3 separate regions of the Sus scrofa genome follow, and regions 2 and 3 are each linked to region 1. Evidence: chromatin contacts called from public Hi-C and promoter capture Hi-C data. All regions are on one chromosome and are shown on one strand. Each heading gives the region's core, a stretch centred on a gene start, on an enhancer-like site or on the middle of the called end of the contact. The rest is flanking DNA. Distances are from core to core; before and after follow the strand shown. Region 1 holds the start of CTSB (cathepsin B). Region 2 overlaps LOC106508068 (a long non-coding RNA gene). Region 3 holds the start of FDFT1 (farnesyl-diphosphate farnesyltransferase 1).

The links. Promoter capture Hi-C pulls out the DNA fragments that hold promoters and counts their contacts. A called contact is a pair of places that touch in the nucleus more often than the background predicts.
Region 2: a Hi-C map of fetal liver shows a contact between it and region 1, with 1.6 times the contacts expected there. The contact joins the enhancer-like site here to the promoter of CTSB in region 1. A contact is called at or near these places in 2 of 5 promoter capture datasets (fetal liver and liver), 26 of 47 Hi-C or Micro-C datasets (alveolar macrophages, blood, embryonic fibroblasts and 12 more) and 2 of 2 datasets of contacts at active chromatin or transcription factors (alveolar macrophages and skeletal muscle).
Region 3: a promoter capture Hi-C map of fetal liver shows a contact between it and region 1, with 2.5 times the contacts expected there. The contact joins the promoter of FDFT1 here to the promoter of CTSB in region 1. A contact is called at or near these places in 1 of 5 promoter capture datasets (fetal liver), 6 of 47 Hi-C or Micro-C datasets (embryonic fibroblasts, fetal liver, heart right ventricle and 2 more) and 2 of 2 datasets of contacts at active chromatin or transcription factors (alveolar macrophages and skeletal muscle).

Annotation. Positions count from the first base shown.
Region 1 is chr14:15,032,503-15,036,838 of Sscrofa11.1, forward strand. It overlaps CTSB (cathepsin B), which reads right to left and starts at 2,249. Exons shown (of 10, transcript NM_001097458.1): 1 at 2,175-2,249.
Region 2 is chr14:15,072,231-15,076,705 of Sscrofa11.1, forward strand. It overlaps LOC106508068 (a long non-coding RNA gene), which reads right to left. Exons shown (of 3, transcript XR_002338631.1): 3 at 2,109-2,254. It also overlaps the pseudogene LOC110256701. Among named protein-coding and RNA genes, the nearest start is that of DEFB136, 36 kb to the right of the region's middle. Within about 2 kb of position 1,896, at least 1 of the 83 cell types and tissues checked has an H3K27ac peak or open chromatin away from gene starts, as enhancers often do. A contact at or near this core is called in fetal liver, where this site is marked.
Region 3 is chr14:14,973,928-14,978,150 of Sscrofa11.1, forward strand. FDFT1 (farnesyl-diphosphate farnesyltransferase 1) reads left to right here and starts at 2,332. Exons shown (of 8, transcript NM_001167648.1): 1 at 2,332-2,430. The coding sequence starts at 2,332. It also overlaps the pseudogene LOC100623855.

The sequences.
Region 1 (4,336 bases), core at 999-3,498:
TGAGCTTTAATATGGGATTGGTTAAGTCTAAATATTTAATGACAATTGATCCCTGGATTCCCCTCCGGCCCAAGCTAGGTGGGATGGGAACATTCCAGCCATGGAAGGAGTCAGGAGTCTCTCCACCCTCCCTTGCTTGGGCAGCATGAGCTGAGAGGAGGACAGGAGACCAGGCATAGACTGCTTCCCAGTGGCCTCCACCTGCATGTGCCTCAACTAGATTCATCAACTACTTTCAACCCTGACAGCTCTACACAGGAAGCTAAATGACATCCAAGTGTCCAATCACAATCCTCCTTGACCTACAAGATTTCCATTGCTTTATAGTTTGACCTCCCATGTTTCCAGTACTTTATGTCAAGATAAAAAACAAAAACAAGCAGCAGACACTGAGTCCTTCTCTCCTAAGGACAGGGATATTTAAACACAACCACAACTCATCCCCACATTTAAGAAAACCACCCAAGAGATGTTCCAGGATTCACCTGAAAGTGATCTTCTTTCACTTCTCAACCCAAATGCCCATGGTAACACAAGATCTCTCTTAGCCCTAAACTGTGTGTGACTTCCTACTCCAACTCCCAGGGCTAGTAGCCAGGGAAAGGGCCAGTCTACAAGGAGGACCTCAGTTCAAGCTGGTGAATCAGCAGGAGGCAGGTGTTCCTGGAGCCTAAGGGCTTCTACCCTCACCACCTGACCAGTTCAGAAACAGGGCTGTCCTGACCCAGCATCATGGGAGGTACGTGGAGCCAGGGCTATGTCTGGCCGGCACTGCCCCTGGGCCTGTGAAGCCCCCAGGTAAGGGATCTGCACCTTTCCACTCAGCAGCACCCCAGCTCTGGGACCAATGCCCCCAATAGGTTGGGGCGAATCCTTTCGCCAGATGCCTTCAACTCTTTGAGAAAGTCACACAGAGTGAAGGCAGCCCAGCCCCTGATCTCTACAGAGCTTAAAGGCACTAGGTCACCATCACCAGCGCCAACAGGAAACAATTCTCCATGAAGTTAAGGATGTCAGGGAGAAAAGGAAAGTAGCCTTTACCGAACCAGACATCCTTCTAAGGCTCTTCCTCTTAGGGCTCTGCATCCATAGATTCAACTGAGGTGAACGCCCTTCAGCTGCATTCCCCTCTAGTGGAGACAGCTGAGGATCAGGCTTTCCAAAGGTCTCCCTTTGAACACCCCACCCCCACCCCCGCCCCCGCGTATGAGTTACTGTCCTCCCCACACCAGCCAACCGGCCTCCTCAGTCCCTGGGGACGGGATTGGGGCCCATTACGCAAGCAAATCCAACTCACGTCTACCTGGACAGCCCGCTGACTCCCCAAACTCAGCCACCCTAAGACGCTCCTTCTCCCAGGCTTCCAGGGTCATTAAGTGAGGGAGGAGGCGATGCCCAAGGACTCTGCCCTGCCTTCCCCTCCCCCACAGCACCATGGGCCCAAGCGGATTTCCCTTCCCTAGCAGTCCAGGAACAGAGTCTGCACCCCTCTCCCCTCCACTCCCCCAGGGTCCCGGGCCCTACAGTCTCCTGTCCCCCCCCCCCGCCCCAGTTTCTCCTCCCACCCAAGGATTTAACTCTTCCGGTGGGTCCCACCCTGCCCCACCCAGGGCCAGGTTCCAGCTTCCCAATTTCTGTCTTCTGGGGACCCTGGAACCGTGTGTAGTTGTGCAAACAAGCTGCCCGGGGAAAACCCTTTTGGAAAAAGAAAACATCTAAAGCGGACGCAGGCAAATAATATCCACTCAGCAATTTGCTGAGGAAACTGAGGCCCAGCAGCTCACAAGCGGCTCCCGGGGTGCAGCCGAAAGTCAGTGGGTCGGGGCTGAGCTTTTCCTCGCAGGCTCCTCCCTCGGGCTCCCCCGCAAACTGCCCAGCCCCGCCGTACTGCCCCACCCCACCCCTCACCCCGGCCCGACACCGCGGTCAGGCCGGCCCGGGGTCCGAACACAGCCGGAGCTGGGGTGGGGTCCGGCCGCATGCGTGGGGGTTGTTTTTGCTCTTCTCACCAGAGCCACGACCGGGAGTGCGCGGGGGCCGCCCAGCTCGCCTCTCCGTTTCCGCCGGCCCTGGGACACCGCCGGGGCCCGGCAGAGGTACAAGCCAGCCGGTCTCCCCATCCCTCTGCCCCAGGTCACTTCCGCCGGGGGGGCACCGCATCCGTACGCACTCACCGCGCTCCGCCGCCGCCGCCGCCGAGGGCCTAGGTCTGCAGCCTCCGAGCGCTCGGGCAGGTTCTGACGCCCGAACAGCCAGCCGCCTTAGCTTCCCAGAGCCGCCCCCGCGCTAAGTACCGCACCAGGCCCCGCCCGCGCCCTCCTCCGCCTGACTCGCCACGTGACCAGGGCAGCTGGCGCCGCGCCCCGCCCCCACCGGGTCCCCAGCAGCCTGGGAAGGGCTCAGAACCTTCCTCATCCGCCTGTACCCCTCAGTGCCCCAAGTTCTGCGTTCTGCGAGCGGAAGGGCACGCGAGGTGGGCCTGAGAGGGAGAGGGTCACCCCTCCTGGAGAAATTCCCTGGGGCCGAGGGGGTCTGGGCCCAGCGCAGCAGAGGACACGGATCCCTGCTTGGGACAGCTGTTCCTTATTTCATTCATTCAGAAACCACTGCCACAGATGGGGGTGTCATGACAGCAGGCCTCCCAGAAGAGCCTTAAAAGGCTGTTAGCTTGAATGTGCCTATCAGATGTTCTAGATATGTAAGAATTTTTAAGCGGTAGCTAAAACTAAATATAGAACTACCATATCCAGCAATCCCACTCCTGGGCCTGTATCCAGAAAACCATCCTAAAGATACCATGCACCCCAGTGTTCACTGGAGCACTATTTACAATAGCCAAGACATGGAAGTAACCTGAATGTCTATGAATAGAGGATTGGCTAAAGAAGACATAGTGTGGGAGTTCCCGCTGTGGTGCAGTGGGTTAAGAATCTGACTGCAGTAGCTTGGGTCCTTCTGGAGGTACGGCTTTGATCCCAGCCCAGCACAGTGGGTAAAGGATCCAGGGCTGATGCAGCTGCAGCTCGGATTCAGTCCCTGGCCTGGAACTTACATATACCGCAGATGCAGCTGTGGGCGAAAAAAAGATGTGATACATATATGCAATGGACTATTACTCAGCCATTAAAAAAAAAAAAGAATGAAAAATGCCATTTGCAGCAACATGGATGGGCCTAGAAATGACCATACTAAGTGAAGTCAGAGAAAGAAATATATGAGATCACTAATATGTGGAATCTAATAAAAAATGATACAAAAGAACTTACAAAACAATTTGCTTTGAAAATCTTGAGTCTCTGATTACCAAAGGAGAGGTGGGGGGGGATAAAATAGGAAATTGGGATTGACATATATGCATTACTGTGTATAAAATAGAAAGGTGACAAGGACATACTTTATAGCAGAGGGATATCTACACAATACTGTATAGAGATATATGGGAAAAGAATCTGTGAATTTTTTCTTTTTAGGGCTGCCCTTGCAGCATATGGACATTCCCAGGCTAGCGGTCTAATGGGAGCCGCAGCTGCCCTGCCCACCTATGCCACAGGTTCAAGCTGTGTCCCTGATCCATGCCACAGCTCAAGGCAGAGGCCGGATCCTTAACCCATTGAGTGGGGCCAGGGCTTGGACTCGCATCGTCAAGGATACTGGTCAGGTTCCGTACCACTGAGCCACAACAGGAACTCCTGGGAAAATCTCAAAAGGAATGTATATGTGTATATGTATAACTGATTTACTTTGCTGTATACCTGAAACACAACTTTGGAAGTCAACATACTCCAATACGTTTTTTTAAAGGAGCAGATCAAAAAAATGAAATAAGAAATAGAAAGTTATTTAATTACCACTAATTTCAACAGCTGGTAGGAATTTCTATAGAGAAGGGCCTGAGAGGCAGAAATCTGAAATGGTGGTGCCAGGAGGTCTGTCCTGAAGAAGATGTACACAGCAAGCACACACTGTTGGAGTTTACTTGAGAGTGGGGGCAAGAGGAGTGCCTGTAAAGGGTGATGGAGATGGTTGGGGTGGTGGTGGCTCAAGACCCACCCCACTCCATGAATCCCCAGATGTTTCCAATACTCATGAAAATCTTGCAAGGTAGGTATGATCCTAGTTTTATTCCAGGGGCTCAGGAACGTCTGGCAATTTACCCTGGTGCTCCTGGTAATAAGAAAGCTGTAAGGTCTGGAACTTCCTGGATATCTGCTGCATCCTTGCACATGCCTGGCCATGAGCTGTGACACAGTCCTTGTGCCTGCCAGGACCCTTCAGAGAGCTTTCCAGACACATGTAGTTGCATCTCTTTGATCCCAGTTAAGAATAAGAGTGTGAG
Region 2 (4,475 bases), core at 646-3,145, 39 kb after region 1:
TAAGGAGGGGGAACCAGTCTCGCCACCTCCTGAGCCCCAGTGTGGGAACTGGGGCTGGATAGGAACAGGAGGCGGTGGAAGGTGTGGATATATTGGCACGGTGGCTGGAGCAGCTGGGATAGCCACCTTGGTCAGAAGTTGGAGTGACATAGACTCACCCCCATCCCCCATCTTTTCTTCCTATATGACATTTCCTTTCCTCCTTCTCCTCCTTCTTTTTACACCGGCACCTACAGCATATGGAAGTTCCCAGGGCAGGGGTTGAATTGAAGCTGCAGCTCAAGTCTACACCACAGTCACAGCAACACCAGATCTGAGCTGCACCCGTGACCTATGCTGCAGCTTGTGGCAATGCCAGATCCTTAACCCACTGAGTGAGACCAGGGATTGAACCCACATCCTCACAGAGACAATGTCGGTCCTTAACCTACTGACAGATTTTCCCTTGGGTTTCTTTTACTACAAGGTGACAACTGTATGACTTTTCCCTACCCTGCTGTACTAGCACAAAGGCTTGCACACAGAGGATTTCATCATTCTTACCCACTTCTTCACAGAGCAGCTATAGAGCCATTCAAAGGCCACCATAAAACCATAAATAGCAGTTGATCATCCCTGACCATTGAAAGGGTACCTTTTTGCCTTGGCATCAACCAACCTGGCTGAATTCTGGAATGGAGCTTATGGTGATTTTAAGAACTAAATGGAACCTTTCTTTTCTCCCTGGGAATGCCCCACTTTTGAACTGGAACAGACATGTTTTTGTTGTTGTTGTTTCTTTTCTCCATTTGACATCGGTCTGTAAATGGAGAAGTGGTATCGAAACGAAATGAAATGAAAAACCAAAAGAACAAACAGAGAACCCTAAATAAACCCTCAAGTTTAGACTTGGGGTTTTACATGTCACAAGAACCATCAACTCAACCCCATGCAATGTGATTCCTTGGCCAGGCCAATGACTCAGGAGATTGTAAACAATGTAAATAACACATCAAAGGTGACAATACCTGGTGCACAGGATCCCGAGGTAACCCCGGATAAACCCCTTGGGCAGATCCTAACAGGTACTGTGGCCACACATCATTACAATAAAATATCATCTTTCTCTCACCCAGGGGTTCATAGCTGTAAACAGATCACTTATCCAAAATGCACCTGGAGGGCTTTCTTTAGGGATAGTTGAAATATTTCCCAGTTTTTAAAAGACAGAAATACAAGACAGACAAAATACAAATGTCACACACAAATGCTAACAACCAAAGAAACAAATGAATCAGTTCACAAATAGGATAAAAGTCCAGCAATTATTTCCTCTCTCCAAGAGGGTACCTCACTCAAATACAAGAAAACTGGCTAATTCCGGAGGAGGATAAAAAAAGCCCCACCCCAAACAGAAAGGAATAACATTTCCACCTGTACACACCGAAGCAACTTACCCGTCTGCATGGAGCCCATCTGCTGGCTGGTGTCGACTCCTCCTTCCAACTGCCATGCCCTGGGACAGCTGGTGCCACTTCAGGGAATTTTGAAGGGAAGAGCCTCAACACAAGTGGTCCCCGCAGCCGCCAGGGCCTTACCCCAAAATACCAATCCAGGGCTCTCTGGCCACAAGCAGCCAGGCTCCTAGTGGCTTCACCAAAATTTGTTACCAAGTGCATACTTGTTGCACAACAGGCCAATAAACAGAGGAGTTGTTGGGGCAAGGAATGGCGCCTTTTTTGGAAAGCCAGCAGACCAACGAGATGGTAGGTCAGCATTCTAGACAGCCATCTTCCCGAGTTAGAGCTCAGGCTTCTCTCATACTAAAAGGCTAAAAGGGGCATGGGGTGAAGTCCTGGTTCCGGTTCCGGCCAGACTGGGGAAGGGGGTGGTAACCTCTTCCTCCTGCAGCCACTCCCAGGTGGGCCTGGTTAGGCTGTTTCCAGTGGGGTGAGCAAAGGTCTTTTAGCTTAACACTCACTACCTGGGAGGCAGGGTTCCCAGAGGTGGGCCATTATGTATAATTTAGGCTTATAGGCAACATCCCTTTAGTGATTTGCTTGTAATAGAATACAAAGGTTCTTCCCTACTGCATTCCCACCTTCATGAATTATTTTAGCTAGATCTGCTGGGTAACTTACTGAAGCTTCTACATCAGCACGTGCTGCTTCACCTGGCACTTGGTTGTTATGGAGATGGCTTCTTACCTTAAACCTCATGCACCAACCTCTTGCTTCAAATTTTTCTTCTGCAGCTTCCTCACCTCTCAGCCTTCCTAGAATTGAAGAGAGTGAAGGTCTTGCTCTGGATTAGGCTTTGGCTTAAGGGAATATTGTGGCTGGTCTGATCTTCTATATGGACCACTAGAACACCCTCCATATCAGTAATAAGGCTGATGAGTTTTGATATATGCCTACATCAATGAAACCATCACCATTACAAAGATATCTAATACTTGCATCACCCTCAGACTTCCCTTATGCCCCTTTGTAACCACAGGCAACCACTGATAAGCTATTTGTTACTGAGTATTAGTTTCCAATGTTGAGTTTCATTTTTTTGGTTTTTCAAAAAAATTTTTATCGAAATATAGTTGATTTGAAATGTTGTGTTAGTTTCAGGTATACAGCAAAGTGGTTCAGTTTTACAGTATCTAACTATTCTTTTATAGATTATTTTCCATAACAGGTTAAGAATTTTATATTAATGGAATCACAAGGTACATTCTCTTTTATGTCTGGCTCCTTTCATTGAACAGAATGATTTTGAAAATCGCCTATTTTTTTTTAAACTCTTTTATCAGTTCTGTGTTTTATCCATCTTAGAAGGTCAAGAAACTTGCTGACAGACTAACAGAATGATCAAAATGTCCCACACCCAGGCTTTCTCACTGTCTATTGATTGATTGTCTTTTTAGGGCTGCAGCTGCAGCATATGGAAGTTCCCAGGCTAGGGGTCAAATTGGAGCTATAGCCACCAGCCTACACCACAGCAATGCCAGACCCTAGTTACACCACAGCTCACAGCAATGCGGGATCCTTAACCCACTGAGCGAGGCCAGGGATGGAACCTTGGTCCTCATGGATGCTAGTCAGGTTAATTACCACTGAGCCACAACAGAAACTCCTGCTCATCCATCTTATTATGTGTAGCAATGGTTTCCTCCTTAGGAGTTCCCACTGTGGCTCAGTGGTAATGAACCTGACTAATATCCACGAGGACCAGGGTTTGATCCCTGGCCTCACTCAGGGGGTTAAGGATTCTGCTGTGAGCTGTGGTATAGGTCATAGACTCAGCTTGGATCTGGCATTGCTGGGGCTGTGGCATAGGCCGGCGGCTGCAGCTCCAATTCAACCCCTAGCCCGGGAATTTCCATATGCTGCAGGTACAGCCCTAAAAAACCAAAAAAAAAAAAAAGTTTGCTCCCTTTAAAAAATTAAACAATTTTAACAGTTTTATTGAGGTATAATTGACATACAATAAACTGCATATATTTAACATATACTCTTTGATGTTTTGACCTATGAATATGTACCACAAAACCATCACATTTATCAAAACAATGAAAACATCCACCTTTTCCCCAAAGTTTTCTTGTCCCCCTTCATAATCCTGCCCTCTGCTTTCTCTCTGTCCCCACCTCCAGGCAACTACTGATCTTGCTCTAACTACAGACTCAACTACATTTTCCAGAATGTTATATAACAGGATTGTATAGTATGGGCTCCTTTTTATCTGGCTTCTTATTTGGAGATTTGCCTATGTAGGTACGTGTTCACTCTTTTTTTATTGCCGAGTACTATTCCATTGAATAGATCATAATTTGATTTATTCCCTCATCATGGTGGAAGTTTGGTCTGGTTCCATTTCTTGGCTATTGTAAAGAAAGCTGCTATGAACATTTGAGTGCGAGTCTTTGTGTGAATGTTTATTATAATTTTTCTTGAGTAAATACCTAAAAGCGGAATGGTGTGGTCACATTAGGTGTATGCTGAATTTTTAAAGGAACCATAACTGTTTTTCAAAGTGGCTGTAACTTTTTACACTCCCACCAGCAGTGTGAGAGTTCCAGGTTTTCCACATCCTCACCAGCACTTAGTGTGGTCCTTCTTCAGTGTAATATTCCAGTGGTTGGGCAGTGGTGTCTCATCGTGGTTTTAATGACTGATGACTGACATGTTAATCATCTTATCATGTGTTTACTGGCCATCCAGATACCTTCTTTCATGACATGTTTATTCAAGCCATTAAGAGATATTAATAATTCTTTACGCTGAGTGAGCATATAACAATGTTAAAAGTACATCCTTGCCTGGGATCTGTCTTCCCTCTCAGATGAGCAGGGCATTGGTCAGTGTGCCCATTTTACAGGGAAACTCACTGAGGTTCTGACAGGTGGGGAGTGATGGAGGCAGGACTCCTTCTCCAGCCCAGAGAGATCTGGGTGGAGTCATTCCCAGGCAGCCTCCACATCACCTGGCTGTGACCTAGTGGAG
Region 3 (4,223 bases), core at 1,082-3,581, 58 kb before region 1:
GGCAAGATCATGGGCTGCTTCTTCCCAATGGCTCAAAAGTCTGTGTGCTTTCCCTGGCCACCTGTATGGCTAAGCTGAATCAGGATTTATTTCAATAGCTCTGTCACTGTCTCAGATGGCAGCATTTGGCTTCTGTAATTTGATGAAGACACTGGTTCTCTTGGCATACAGAATGGCCAAATGAGGATTTAGCTTGATGGCATCTATGAACAAGTCAATGGCTTTCTGTAGTTCACCATTATTTAGGGCATTGATGGCAGCTACTTTTTTATCATTTGCCTGATCCATCATCTCCCATTTCCTAAGGAGCATCAGTGTCTGGTTCAATCACACCTTCATTGTCAATTTCCAGATCACTTTCCTCACTTGAGGGTTCATCTGTCTTTATGTTTTCCTCCACCTTCTTACTATCTGCTTTTTCTTCCTTGGTATTTTCTTCTGATTTAGTTTTATGAGTAGCAGGTGGTATTTTACCCCCCATGCTCTCCACCCACTCCCTCAGGAAGCGCATTTCCTCAGTGTGCAGAACGCTGGGGTCCTGCTTACACATTTTCATGAAGGCTAGAAGTTTGCTCACTTTGTGGGGGTCCATGACCCGGGCGCAGTGGGAGGCGGCCGGCTCAGCTGTGGCTGTGGCCCCATTCCAGGCCCAGGCGCTGGCTCAGCGTAGCATAAGGGGGCCTTGATTTTATCTTGAAAGGGATTTCTTTTATGGAATTTGAAATGAAAAGACGGTAGGCAAGAGTGAAATAATCAAGTGTGTGTTTTAGATACAGTTACTTGAGCTATCACAAGGGAATGGATGGAGAGAGATGGGAAGCTGATCTTAAAATAGTTTGGGAGAGAAGTTGGGGCTTGAACCTTGATGGAGAAGAGAGATTAAGACGAGAGATGTTTAGGAGTTCCCGCTGTGGTGCAATGGGATCAGCGGCGTCTCTGCAGTGCCAGGACACAGGTTTGATCACCAGCCTGGCCAGTGAGGGTTGGGGGATCCCGAGGTGCCACAGCTGTGGGCATAGGTGGCAGCTGTGGCTCGGATCTGATCTCTGGCTCTGGGAACTCAAAATGCCGCGAGGCAGCCAAAAAAATATGAGAGACGTTTGTTTCTTGGACTCCAGAGAACGCATGAATGACTTCCAAAGGGTGGATGTAGGGAGAGCAGAGAGAGGTTAGGGATGACATCTGTATTTTATATATAATTAGGCCACTGGGAGACTGTTAGTGCCTTTTGCAGGTTCAGTGAGAAAGTTGTTAGGATAGGTTAAGTCTGCCACTTGTGGGGGACAGCAAAGTGTTGCATTATTATGTGGAGTTCCTTGGCGGTAGAGTGGTTAGGACTCAGCGATTTCACTGCTGCAGCTGGGGTTCAGTCCCTGGTCAGGGAACTGAGATCCTACATTGAGCCACTGCACACCACCCCCTCCCTGGGGCGGTGGAGAAAGGGATTAAAAATGGGGGTGAGAGAGGCAATGGGGATAGAAGGCTCCACAGGCAGTGATTGTAAGCCTCTCCTAGGGACTTTGACCTTTACTAAGTGAACTGGTGAGACATTGCGGGGGTTTTCAGGCAGTGATCCCGATCTGACATTAATTTTAAAAAGGATCACTGGTTGCTGTGTTAATATAAATTTAACGGCTGGGAGAGCAAGCAGTTTCCTGGGCTTGTGAGAGATTTAGAATAGAGATAAAATTTTCCTCATCACCTTCGGAAGGGTCGAAGAAACGCTTCAAATCCATTTTGGGAACTAAATTTGGATGCTCGGAAGCCTCAGGCCGATCCCACCCACAGTGAGTCTTGGCTTCTCTCCAGGAAGAACTGATTTGGCCAGCAGGGCAAACAAGCATTCAGCTTATTAACAAAATCCTAGCGGACATTGGCCAAGAGAACCTCTAAGGAACTTAGTTCCGCTTAGAGGCTGAGCAGATCTGGCTCTGGGCAGGATAGGCGGAGATAACAAGGGCCCGCCCCCACCAGGAATGCCAATCTCACCCCTCCTCCTCTTTCTCACCCTCCAATTAGCCTCTAGGATGTGGTCCTCACGCCAGACTCATCCTGCCGCCGATTGGCCAGCATCTTCCTGGTGCGAGCGGCCCTGGCCAATCAGCGCCCGTCAGTCCACCCCGCGAGCCCACAGGCTGCGGCGCGAGAGCCGGAGGCCGGTGGAGGTTGGAGGGGAAGTGGGCGTGGCGCCGTTTCTCGGGGCCCGCCACGCCAGCCCCGCCCTCCCGCCGCGCCTCCTTCGCTTAATGCTTGGTTAAGTGCGGACCGGTGCCAGCCCGAGGTATCCTCGAGGTGAGACCAGATTTCGGATAGTTGGCCGCTGCCAGCAGCATGGAGTTCGTGAAGTGCCTGGGGCACCCCGAGGAGTTCTACAATCTGCTGCGCTTCCAGATGGGGGGCCGGCGGAAGGTGATACCCAAGATGAATCAGGTGGGCCGAGCATCTCTGCACCCTGGCGGAGCCGGGAGGCTGCGCTGGACGGTCGGCTTCCGGGCCTGGCTGATCCGACCCCAAATCGAGAGCTGCAGCCAGCGCTGCCAGAAGCCTCGGACTCTCTCCTTCCCTCTGAGGAGCAGACCCCTGCCCTGTCAGGCAGCCCCACCCGCCCAGCCTGGGTCCGCTCCCCGTAATCCAACATCCGGCCTGGCTGACCTTGGTCCCCTAGGCGTCCTCACCAAGTGGTCTTGCTGCTTAAAATGTTTCTGCTCGTTTAAGACATTGCTCTTCAGGTAGTTTTGCTTCTAATTTCGTTCTGTCCCCGAGCATTGATATTTTTCTGTGTTCTAAATACGTGGGTTGCAAAACTGAGACTACATGGGTAGAGGACGTGTGAGAGGATTTTGTGAACGTCATGAACTATGCAGATATTGTCACGAATACCTCTTCTGGAATGAAACCTTACTCATCCTTCCATTTTTCAGTTACACCATCTCCTCCATAAACTTCTTCCTCTGATCAGCAGGATCCATGCCTTCCTCCTCAGAGCTCCCTCAGTTTTTTTGGAACGTGGTATCTGCTCTTGCAAGTGCTTCCTTGTTGTCTTTATGTATGTTGATTAGCTACACTACTGGCAGCTCACGGCCGGACTTGGTTTTGTTTATGTTTCATCTGCCTCACTCGTGTACCCTTTGTTAAGTGAATGCTTACAAAGGTATTTATTCTAACAAGAAAAAATTATTCTTAAGTGATTATTGAATGAATAGACACATTCAGCCAAATTAGTGGGTTATAGCAAGAGTTCTGAATTATTTTTCCCAATGGAAATACCACAAATACTGTTCTTTGTTTAAATTTACTCTTAGTTGTTGTCCTTTATTAAAACATTTACGTTTTCCATCGGAAAGAAAAGTTTTCCTATTATCTCGTAACTTAGAATCCTCATCCTTCAAGTCTAGCCTCCATCTGTTGACTAGCCTCCACCTCTGTTGACTATTTAGCAGCCATTTATTAAACACCTGTTCTGTATTTAGGTATTATACGGGTTGCAGCATGGCAGAATGACATGTATAGATAAATAAGACACCCAGAGAGCTCATTATCTTGTCAGGTCGATAAAATGTAATAAAGCTACTATTATTTTTCCTGCGTTTGTAGATGAAGAAACAGGCATAGAGAGGCTAATTATTACCTGAGGTCTTCTCACAGCTGTTCAGTGGCCATTGACCCTGGCAGTCTGATTTCCAGAGCTCCCTCTCCTGACCCTATCATGCTGCTTGCCATTGAGGAGACAGGCCACTGAGTCACATTCAGCGGAAGATCATCCAGATTCAGCTAAAAGTTGAACATACTTTGTGTGATGGACACACCTGGAAACTATCCCTTTAGTGGCTCCTAGTCTGATGGAGAACAGGTGTATGAAAGATCACCTAGGAAGTGTCAAGTAATTTAAAGTACATTCACATTTCAGGACATTTTAGTGAAGAGGAAATGTTTTCCAGCAAAGAGTTTTCAGAAAACACAGGAAAAGCACTTTGTATGCTGTAGGGCTTTGAAGAGATGCTAGTTTTAGATCAGTAGGAAAAGCCAATGTGAGCCAAGTCATGTAGTTAGGACTGAGCTCTGTGTGTGTGTATGTAATGAAACCAGCCTGGCTGGAATTGGGGACTCCAGTTAGAAGAGCAAAGTTCAGTGAGTACCTGTAGGAAGCCAGGGGCTGTACTGAATTCAGTAAAACAGGCAGTGGTTGCATGCAAGACTATGACATGATCAAAGCAATGTTTTTG